Regions from separate parts of the Mus musculus genome. Here region 2 is linked to region 1. A link is a contact called in public HiChIP or PLAC-seq data. All regions are on one chromosome and are shown on one strand. Each heading gives the region's core, a stretch centred on a gene start, on an enhancer-like site or on the middle of the called end of the contact. The rest is flanking DNA. Distances are from core to core; before and after follow the strand shown.

Region 1 (5,264 bases), core at 1,263-3,762:
ACTGGTGTGACACTTTATTTACTCTGCAGACTGAGGCATTAGAATGCATCTTCACACTCCGGTGAGATTTTTTTTTTCCTAAGGTTCCAACTTGCTACTAATTACAGCAATGCCTACACTAGAGCAAAGGAATAATTTGTCACTTTTCCATTTATACCACCTGGATGTCATCCCAGAGGCAGGGACATTCCTCAGCACAATGGAACAAACCTGCAGGCAGGGGTAGGGGATGGGGAAAGGTGACTGACCTGAGCTGCTGGGTAGTTCGTTCTCTCTCTCTCTCTCTCTCTCTCATATTTGTGAAGCAGGCTCTCCTTGATGGGGTTGTCAGTTAACACCAGCTTAGATTTCTCTAAAGCATAAAACTTAATCTGCATTGGTCTCCTGTATAAGCTTAAGCAAATGACTTCTCTCTGAGCCTCAGATTCTTCATCTGGGGATTAGGGGTGGGGATAGGCAATGGGCCTTGAGAATTGGACATCTGGGATGTATGTGTGTGAGATGCACATAATAAGTGTACATAATGAACTCAGCACAGTATGCAGAAACACAAGTAAGGATGCAGAAAATGTCTGCTATCAAGAGCTCAGCACAATACGTAATAAAAATGTCCAGGGCTTCTTTGACCACTAGCATTCACGCTGCTGGTCTGTCACTTGGGTTGAAGTTTCCATTGGTCTCCACCACTTATCATTAAATTCTAGAGACACGGGCCTATTCTAATGTACTGCCCAGAAAAGGAGGCCAGCAAGAAGTGTGTGAGACTCACTGGCTGAGTCTCAGAGAGTTTCACCTCAAGCTCTGCAGCTGATGACAGATCTCATTCAGATGTGCAGAACTCCTGGGAAAAACACAATATAACAGGGCTGATTCTTTATGCGGGACCTTGACAAGATAAACGACTGTGCCTGGATCTGCAAGAGAAGTCACTCAATGGGACTTCAGAGTGCAGGAGACAACTGACTATGCCTCTGGGCTTCCAGAAACACCTGAAACACAGAAGCAGATGTGGAACGGACGGGAAGCAGGAAAACCAATCACACCCAGAGGACAGAGTCAGAGTGGAGGCTGCTGCTCTGGGGAAGGAGTAGGGACACAGTTATGGATGGGAAATATGGCTCCTAGGGAAGTGTTTTCAAGATGCAAGCCAATTCACCTGAACTTAGACTGGTCTTCCCCTGTGAAAGTCACTGATCACAGGAAGAAACCATCGCCTGCATGGTTTCCTAGCACTTGGGATTACGGGCATGTGCCAATGCGCCTGGCTTTTTAAAGGGTGTTGGGAATCTGACTCACATCTTCACGCTTGCCTGGCAAACAGTTTTCCGTCTCACCCACATCACCAGTCCTACCTTGGGATCTAGGCCACCCTCAGCATCAACGTGGTCCCACTTTCAGCAGCGTTTACTCCCTGATTCCATCACCCGAATGAGTCCGCTCTCTTCTGCCTGAGACACACAGAATTTCCTTTCTTGAAGGGAAGGAATCCTCGGAGCATCACCTGGAGACAACAGCCTTCCTCTTATGAGGAAGGGCACAGATTCCAGAGAAATGAGTAGCTTTCCCAAACTCACGACCATAGAAGCGAAGCAGGAACTGAAAGCCACACCGTTAACCAGCTCCTGCCGCCCACACAGTCAGGTTTCCCACTCTCTGCTGTCTTGTCTTCCCTGTTTCTCTCATTTCCCAACCCTGTAGGGCTTCTAAGTCATGGAGAAGTGTTTTGTTGCCAAGCAGGCCACTGGGGCAGACTTACCTGGGGTGGACAAAGCATGCGACCAATTCTGTTGGCAGTCATCCTGTTTTGCATCTCTCTCTCTCTCTCTCTCTCTCTCTCTCACTCACTCACTCACACACACACACACACACATGGGCATAGTTCATGCATATTTACCATCAGGAAAAGATTCGGTCTTCTGGGCCTATTGAAGAGACCTGAGTGGTCTTCCCAGGCAATAAAATTATTGCAAAATCCCTACAGGTAGCCAACAGAACCTTTAATTGGCTGACACATGCCACCACTGATTCATTCTGCACCTTTTTACAGGCAAGTGCTTGATTCCATCTTTTTGAAAACAGGTTTATACTTTCAAAGTATTTCCTCTCCCAGTGTTGCCCCTGCCGGAAATGTTACTTTTTGATTATTGGACGCAATAAAACAAATAGCCTACATTAAATTATCTTTTCTTCCAAACACCAGACTAGGAACTTAAGGAACTCAGGAAAAAAGAAAAAAAGGAAGAAACCAATTCCGCACACTAGAAATCAGCAACTCTTCAACAAATCAGTCACCAGCAACAAGTGACTGCCTAGCAGGAGAACCCACATTCAAGTTTCCATGCTGAAAGACAGAGAAATCGTCTCACGCAGTAGCAACGAAATTAATTTTTCTTGAGGAGGGGTGGGACAAGCTAAGGAGCTAGCCAGTTCGATTTTGCTCAGTTCCTAAGCGAGCCTGCCAGGCTATACCCGACTCGAACTGAGAGGAAAGTCAGATGGGGGAATTCCCTTGAAAATATGAGTCACAAATATGATTCACAGGCTTGGAAAATTCAGAGCACAATCACTACAAGTTAAATAAACCCAACCGTGTTATTTGCTAAGTACCTAAGATACGTGCTTCCTTGTAAACACCTAGTGGAGGGAGACTCACACAGCCCTTTCATTTTCCTATTTTGCAGGCTGGCAAAAAAAAAAAAAAATTCTTTTTTCTAAGTTTCACAAACTAGTATAAAAGAAAGTTGAATGTATTTCATTAGCATATGCGTGGGCACAGCTTATGCAAATCTATCATCAGGGAAGGATTCAGTCAACCAGGCCTGAAACCTATGGAAGGGAGGCAAGGGGTTGAAGAGTGCCAGGTAGAGGTAGTCTTTGGAAGCAACAGCTTACAAAATTATCATAAGAAGCAGTCAAAGGGTTTCTGAAGGGCCTGTGCAAGGATTTGGAAGCAGAGAAACCCTAGCTTCAAGATTCTGCTCTGCCCACGTCTCAAAGGTACAGATCCCCATGATGGTCAAGATCCATCATGTCCTGACTGTCTCCTCACCACTTAGTTACCGTAAATTCTTTAGGACACATTTTTGTTGACCTCAAGTGGTCAAGTAGAAATATTAACATGCAGTTTTAGCTAAACTGTTAACAAGAAAAATCTATTCTTCCCGTGCCATCTGTACACAGCAAAGTGCCATTTGTGGAAACCCGTCTTTGGGGTCCTTGGAGAGTACGTTGGATTAGCGCTGTGGTACACCTAAGGTTGGTGGCCACGATGAGAAGCAGAAGTGATAGGAAGGCACCCAGAAGCCATGAAGTTGGTTCATGTAGAGGAGCAAGCCCTCTGCTACACTCCACGGTTCTGTTCCTGCACCTTTGTCTAACACCTGGAATCCAACCTGGTTAGAGCAGCAGTGTGGGTCACTGCCCCTTTGGGGTCACGTATCAGGTCTTTACATTATGATTTGTAGGAGTACCAAATTATAGTAATAAAGTAGCAATGAAATAATTTTATGGTTGGGAGGGTGTTCACCATAACATTAGGAACTGTGTGGAAGGGTTACAGTATTGGGAAGCTTGAGAACCACTCAAACATTATGTTCCTGTAGTGGTGAGGATCAAACCCAGGACCTTGTGAAACCTAAGCAGGTGCTCTACCACTGAGCTATGTTCCTAGCTTTTCAACACATCTCAGTAGTGACAAAGAAGAAAAAGAAGAAGGAGGAGAAGAAGAAGAAGAAGAAGAAGAAGAAGAAGAAGAAGAAGAAGAAGAAGAAGAAGAAGAAGAAGAAGGAGGAGGAGGAGGAGGAGGAGGAGGAGGAGGAGGAGGAGGAGGAGGAGGAGGAGGAGGAGGAGGAGGAAGAGGAAGAGGAGAAGGAGGAGGAGGAGGAGCAGGAGGAAGAAGAGGAGGAGGAGGAAGAGGGGGAAGGAGGGGAGGAGGAGAAAGAGAAGAAGGTAGAGAGAGGGAGGTAGAGGAGGAAGAGGAAGAGGGAGGGGGAGGGAGGGGAAGAGGAGAAAGAGAAGAAGGAAGAGGGAGGGAGGGGAAGAGGAAGAAGAAGAAGGAGAAAGAAAAGGGAGAAGAAAAGAAGAAGGAGGAGGAGAAGGAGGAGGAAAAAGAGGAAGAAGACGAGGAAGAGGATGAGGAGGAAGAGGAGGAGAACTCATGCATGGCTGGGCAGTGGTGGCGCATGCCTTTAATCCCAGCACTTGGGAGTCAGAGGCAGGTGGATTTCTGAGTTTGAGGCCAGCCTGGTTTACAGAGTGAGTTACAGGACAGCCAGGGCTACACAGAAAAACCCTGTCTTGAAAAACCAAAAATAAATAAATAAATAAATAAATAAATAAATAAATAAATAAATAAATAAATGAAGAAGAGGATGAGGAAGAAGAGGAGGAAGGAAGAAGAAAAAAAGGAGAAGAAAAAGAAGGAGGAGGAGAAGGAAAAGAAGATGATCTCTAAGTACTCCAACTTCAAATCAGACAGGATTCTTTTATTAGAGGGACAGCATACATGTCAAAGACACTTGGAAAATCACAAGCTGAGGGCTGTCAAGTTGAAGCTCTGCCTTGTTGTTGCAGAAAGTCATTCCAATCTTCTCTCCTTTCAGGAAGTAGATGAGAGCCCTCTGGAATCCTTTCCTGAGGGGTCTTAGAGCTTCGGTGTAAGGGAAGTTCAGTTTCCACCAGTAACTGCCCTCACAGACATCTGAAAATAACACATTCATTCTGACAGTGACTCACACCACTTTTAATTATGGCTCATCAAAGATGTAAATAAAAAAACAGTGTTCACCTCTACTATTGATGCACTAGCAGGGAGGAATACTTCCGCTTTGAGTCACATCAGCACCAGTGGGGCAGGCTGTGATTCACCCATTTCCAAGGGTCACATCATGGGTCACTGCTCATGGCTGGACAGAGGTAGGTCGGCAGAGTGGTTAGAAAATGAACGCAGAAGAGAGTAACTACGAGTCACAGGGAAGATGGTATCTGAAGAACGGGGGCCACTTTTCTAGCAGGCGTTACAGAAGCACGAGTCTGCTCAGAGAGAACTACAAAGAATTCAGGCCAAATAGGGGCTAAAAAATGAGAGGAAATCGGAGCCAACGATGAACAGGAAGGAACATGAAACTGTGTGGTGGCGTTTTCTTGAGCTAACAAGGAGAAATGCTGAGGTGCTTCCTTCTCCAAGATTCTAATAGAGCCTGGCTTCTGAAATTAGAATGAGATTCATAATGTATTAGTAATTATTTATATAGTCAAGTACTGAC
Region 2 (5,264 bases), core at 1,004-3,503, 98 kb after region 1:
TTTTATAATTATATGTAAGCAATATAAGAGCAATGTAGTTCTAAATGCAAAGCTATTAAGACAGAGTTGTTTTAGGAAAAACAAAACAAAACAAAAAACCCTTCTATCAATAATAGCTTAGAGTACTATTCAAACACCTTCAATGGCAAATGGAAGAACTCTGTTATTCTTGCCATGGTCAGAATCTATTTCATTTACATATGTGCGTGCATGTGCACACACACACACACACACACACACACACACACACACACACACTGCTACTTGCTGAATGATGACTGCACTGAAACATTAAGAGACAACAAAGCCCTGTTATCTTAACGTGTCCCATTCAAGGGTTTTTCGATTGTGCTGCACGCAGCGCCTTAACACTGCTTATGAAAAATATATTGCTATTTTAAGTCACCCTATTAAAAAGCACATCTATAGAGCTAATGTTGGCGAATTATAACCTGACAAGCCTGTGAGAGTGCTGTCAGCACAGTCGACTTAAATAACACATCTCACTTGGCCCCTTTTGTCTCAGCCCCCTCGGCTGCACACCTTACATGGAAGAGGACACAGCCATTCAGACAAGCATAAGAATCTGTCTCCTGGACCAGAATCCCCAGCAATGATCACTGCACTTGGCCTGAGTAAGACACTGGGGCATTCTTCTTGACTTTATAAAGCAGAGCTAACACTGCTCTTTTTGTGTTGGATAATTGTGCAGGAGAGAGGGAAGATGCAGAGAGTCTGGCAGAATGCAGAGAAGACAGAAGGGAGAAAATGGCCAGTAAAGATGTGCTTTTGTTATATATATATATTATATGTGTTATATGTGTTGTGTTAGGTGTTATATGTTATATTGCAATACATTACAGAAAAATAATATATTTCTGTAATGGCTACTTCCACACCTTACTCCACCTCCAGTGCTAGAAATTCATCCCAGGGCCCTGTGGATGCTAAACAGTCCACCACTGAGCTACAGTCCCAGCCTGTTATAGTGCTTTAAGGTAAAAGGCATAAAGACCAGAGAGTGCCGAACAGGAGTGTCAGCTTTGTGGCAATTGACAAATCTGGCTAGAGAGTCAAAAACGTGTGCTTACTGAGTGACGTGACTCGTATAAAGGCCTTTCTGTATGTGCAATATTTAGTTTAAAAAAAAATTGCAAGTGTTTCCCTGTGAGCGATGATAAGAGATGAAGTATCATTCATTACCAGCCGGGGGGCTGAGGTTGGATGGTGTAAGCGGAATCTTCTTCCTGCTACTTCCCAAGTCCATGACCTTGGGCAATCTACTAACCCAGTGACCTTCTCTGAAAGTGGTGATAATGAGGAGTGTGTAGGTTTACCATGAGGATTAAGTGATTAGTAGGGTGACTAACTCCTCCTAAATCCCTTGGCATGCTGGCTGGCTGGCATTATTAGAAACAAAAAATAAAAACAAAAAATTAAAAAAACAAAACAAAACAAAACAAAAAAAAACCACCGCCAAAAAAAAAAAAAAAACAAAAAACAAAAAACAAAAAACAAAAAACAAAAAACAAAAAAAAAAACCAGGCTCTCTGCACCAGGGCTTGGCTCCAGCATATGAGCTTCTACACTTCTCCCTGTGTTTTCAATTACAAATCCATAAAGCAAATATTTATGAACAATGTTTTCTTAAGTGAAAGTATCAACAATCAAGTTCTGCTCTTTCAAGTGTAATTCTAGATACACACCTTAAGAATAAGTCACATGACCAGAAGAGCCAAAGCTCACAGCTCCATAAAAAATGGGTGAAGAAAGCAAGCCAGCGCCTAGATGCACGGTCAAGGGGTCTCGCTAACGTTCACACCAGAGGTCTTGTCTAAGAGAACAGAATTACGTCATAGGACGGCATATAAGTCTAACATAAAGTATGATGAGGACTACTAAATAAGACACGGTGGGGGCACAGGTGCAATCCCAGCACATGGGAGACTGAGGCAGGACTATTATATCAAAATAAAACAAACAAAACCATCTATTTGCCTATCAATTCAGAGTTTGCAGAAATACACTGACGTCCAATGTCACACACCTGGACTAAGTGATGAATTGAAATTTTCACTTATCACTTTGTGGTAGTTTGAAAGAGAAGCGCCCCCTATAGAGCACCTGGGTCCTTATCAGTGATGCTGTTCAGAGAGCATGTGGAACCTTTAGTAGGCGGAACCTCACTGAGAAGGTATGTCTGTCCGTAGGGGGAAGGCTTTGAAGGTTCATAGGTTCAGCCCACTTCCGGCTTCCTCTCTCTGTTTCTTGTGCGTGAATGGACATGTGATCACCCCGCATCCTGCACCATGCCAGACCCTCACTACCATTGTGAGTCCTGCCCTTTTGGAACTGTAAGCTAAATGAACCTTTTCTTTCTTCAGTTGCTTTGTCCTAGGGATTTTTTGTTGTTGTTTTTTTGATTAATGGATTTTTGTTTTGCTTTTCTCACAGCTATGAAAAAATGACTAATACACTCGTGTTAAAAGCTGCCCCTTAAGTAACACAGGAAAAGAAATTAAAGATTGATTTGTTTGAAACTATAAGTCACACGACCTATGTAGGACTCAGTCAGCAGTTACAAGGAATCATACAATAAGATCGAATGTCAATAAAGTTGAACAAAGAGATGCTTAGAAACTCTTCTGAGTTGAAACGTCATGAATGGAAAAACTACCTAAATAATCGCAGTTAGCATGGCCACGTCTGTCTCGAGATTTCCCCTCTCTGTCAATCAAACAAACGAACGCAAAGCCGGTGACCAAAGCAACTTAAGGAAGAAAAGTTTAATTTAGCTCACAGTTCCACAAGGAACTGTAAATAAACTGATCCAAGTTAGTCCTTGGTGATTAATTTCAATTACTACAAGGCACGTTCAAGCCGTGGCTCTTAAGTTTAATGTTTATCCTATTAACTCACGATACTAATTCATAATACCAATAATATGAAAAAGTGCATATCTAATTTTTTTCAGATCCAGAGATGCAAGCATAAGGCTTTTTTTTTTTCTTTTTCTGTCTTAATCCCTAACCTCTAGGTTTGAGACTTAGCCCAGTGGCAGACTGCTTGCCTGGTATCACTGAACCCCAGAACCATCAAATAAATAAACACATAAATCTTCATCTCCCTTCCCTTTGCTTGTGAGGCATTAATTATTAGCTTAATGCAACAACAGTTCTGGGAAAAAGAAATCAACCTTAAAACAAGACTCCTCCAGGGATACAAAGAAACCACTCCAACAACAACAACAACAAAAATGCCAGAAAGCAATTACATTCCCATGATACATTAATTTAAAGCTGATGGCCAACTAAATATTTTGAATTCTCTAACTATGGAACTGGCCAAAACTGGGCATATTTCATGCAATGCTAAATACAAATAAACCCAAAGGAAAGTCCAAGTTGAAGGATTAAGTTACGTGTCTACGCTGAGGTCACACTGCGTTTGAGTCTGACATATGTCCCAAGCCTAAATCCCATTCCCAGAAGACCACAAACTCCTAATCTACCACTGTCTAAATTGAAAGAACTCACCAGTATCTCCTGCCAATCACTACAGCCCCAAAATGCCATTAGCAAAGGTGAGTTGTGAGTGGAAAATCCAAAGACATAAAGATTTCAAAGTCCCTAAAACTCTCAGTGAAAGAGAAAAGCTTGGAGCAAAACCATTGCTCCTCCCTAGAGAGGACTGGAAAGAATGGCTCATCAAGTGAGATGCTGGCCTGGCAAGTGTGAGCACAGGAGTCTGGCCCCTCCAGAACCCCACATTAAAAAAGAAAAGAAAAGAAAAGAAAAGAAAAGAAAAGGAGGGGAGGGGAGGGGAGGGGAGGGGAGGGGAGGGGAGGGGAGGGGAGGGGAGGGGAGAGGAGAGGAGAGGAGAGGAGAGGAGAGGAGAGGAGAGGAGAGGAGAGAAGAGAAGAGAAGAGAAGAGAAGAGAAGAGAAGAGAAGAGAAGAGAAGAGAAGAGAAGAGAAGAGAAGAGAAGAGAAAAGTTGAGTATTGTGCTTGCTTGTAACCTCAGTGCTGGAGACAAGTGCTCTTGGGGCAGCCAGTCTACTCTTCTTGGAGAGTTTTGGGTCAGTGAGAGACCGTGTCTCAAAACCAAGAAAAGTCAAGAATAAAAGGGGAAAATCTAGGTGTGTCTGCCTCATGCCTATTACCCCAGCACTCGGGAGGCAGAACGAGGAGACTTGCCAACAGTTTGAGGGCAGCCTGGACTATATGTTGAGATTGTTGCAAAATGTTTGATTTGCTTTCCTTCACGAACGCATGCACGCACATACGCATGCATGCACACATACTCCATTAGTTGACAGTCAAACAGCACTCAGGGAAAGAAATTACACACAGACACCCCTGCACCACAGAGAGCCAATGTGATGTTATTTAAATATCATGAACCATTTCCCTAACCATGCACAGATGTGCTATTGCCAACTGCCCAGTTCAGAAACTTCACTCTATTTTTAATTATTTGGTTCAGAGGACCCGTTGGTGATTAACTTCTGTGTTAGATGGCTAAGCAGGTCAATTTCCTGACCCACAGCAAAGAACACATGGAGAAGCTTAATCATTTTTTAAGTAGCGACCATCATATTGTAAAACACGTGTAAGGACAACTGACTTCTTAAAGATCTGCTCACCGTTGCAGTTTGAAGCTGTGAAGTGTATCGGGAGATGGAAGAACTCTAAGAGTGCTTGAGGAAGCTTGAAAAAAAAATAAACTAATTAATGACAAGTGGATTTTCCTCCATGGAAATAACAGAACAAAGGAGAGATGGATGGTGTCATAAGGACCGAGGTGCAGCTTTATCTTGGACCGGGAGCATTGAACAGAGTATCTTCAGCTCGCACCTACAAAATGGACTCAGATGAGACGAGAAGATGAACAGGAAATGCAGACCCCTTGCACTCACTCTGAGCCACAGGAAATCCTGGAGCAGAATTATAAAGAAACAACAGTCTGGCCCTAAGACAGAAAAGATGACCAATGTAGAAAGAATGAGCAAACCAAAGCTCTGTGTTGCCATGGGAATTCATTAAGAAAAAAATATATTTATTATGTGTGTGGACATTGGATGAGGTCACATGCCATCATGTACCTGTGAAGGTCAGAGGACAACTTGTGGAGCCAGTTCCATCTTTCTGTTTTTACATAGATCCCGGGGACCTAACTGGACACCAGGCCTGAGTAGAAGCAGCCTTAGCCACTGAGCCATCTCGCCAGCTCTAGATAGGAATTTTTGTGCCATTCTCTGTTATA

What was found. HiChIP or PLAC-seq counts read pairs in DNA pulled down with a chosen protein or histone mark.
Region 2: an H3K27ac HiChIP or PLAC-seq map of regulatory T cells shows a contact between it and region 1, with 4 times the contacts expected there. The contact joins two enhancer-like sites. A contact is called at or near these places in 1 of 15 datasets of contacts at CTCF or cohesin (the G1E-ER4 cell line), 16 of 484 Hi-C or Micro-C datasets (B cells, the C2C12 cell line, CD4 T cells and 11 more), 11 of 115 datasets of contacts at active chromatin or transcription factors (CD8 T cells, the HPC-7 cell line, Th17 cells and 8 more) and 1 of 9 other capture datasets (embryonic stem cells).

What each region holds. Positions count from the first base shown.
Region 1 is chr13:45,835,234-45,840,497 of GRCm38.p6, forward strand. All of the region lies in intron 3 of Atxn1 (ataxin 1), which reads right to left. Among named protein-coding and RNA genes, the nearest start is that of Atxn1, 130 kb to the right of the region's middle. Within about 2 kb of position 2,513, at least 46 of the 459 cell types and tissues checked have an H3K27ac peak or open chromatin away from gene starts, as enhancers often do. A contact at or near this core is called in regulatory T cells, where this site is marked.
Region 2 is chr13:45,933,783-45,939,046 of GRCm38.p6, forward strand. The region is part of intron 2 of Atxn1 (ataxin 1); the gene reads right to left. Among named protein-coding and RNA genes, the nearest start is that of Atxn1, 29 kb to the right of the region's middle. Within about 2 kb of position 2,254, at least 18 of the 459 cell types and tissues checked have an H3K27ac peak or open chromatin away from gene starts, as enhancers often do. A contact at or near this core is called in regulatory T cells, where this site is marked.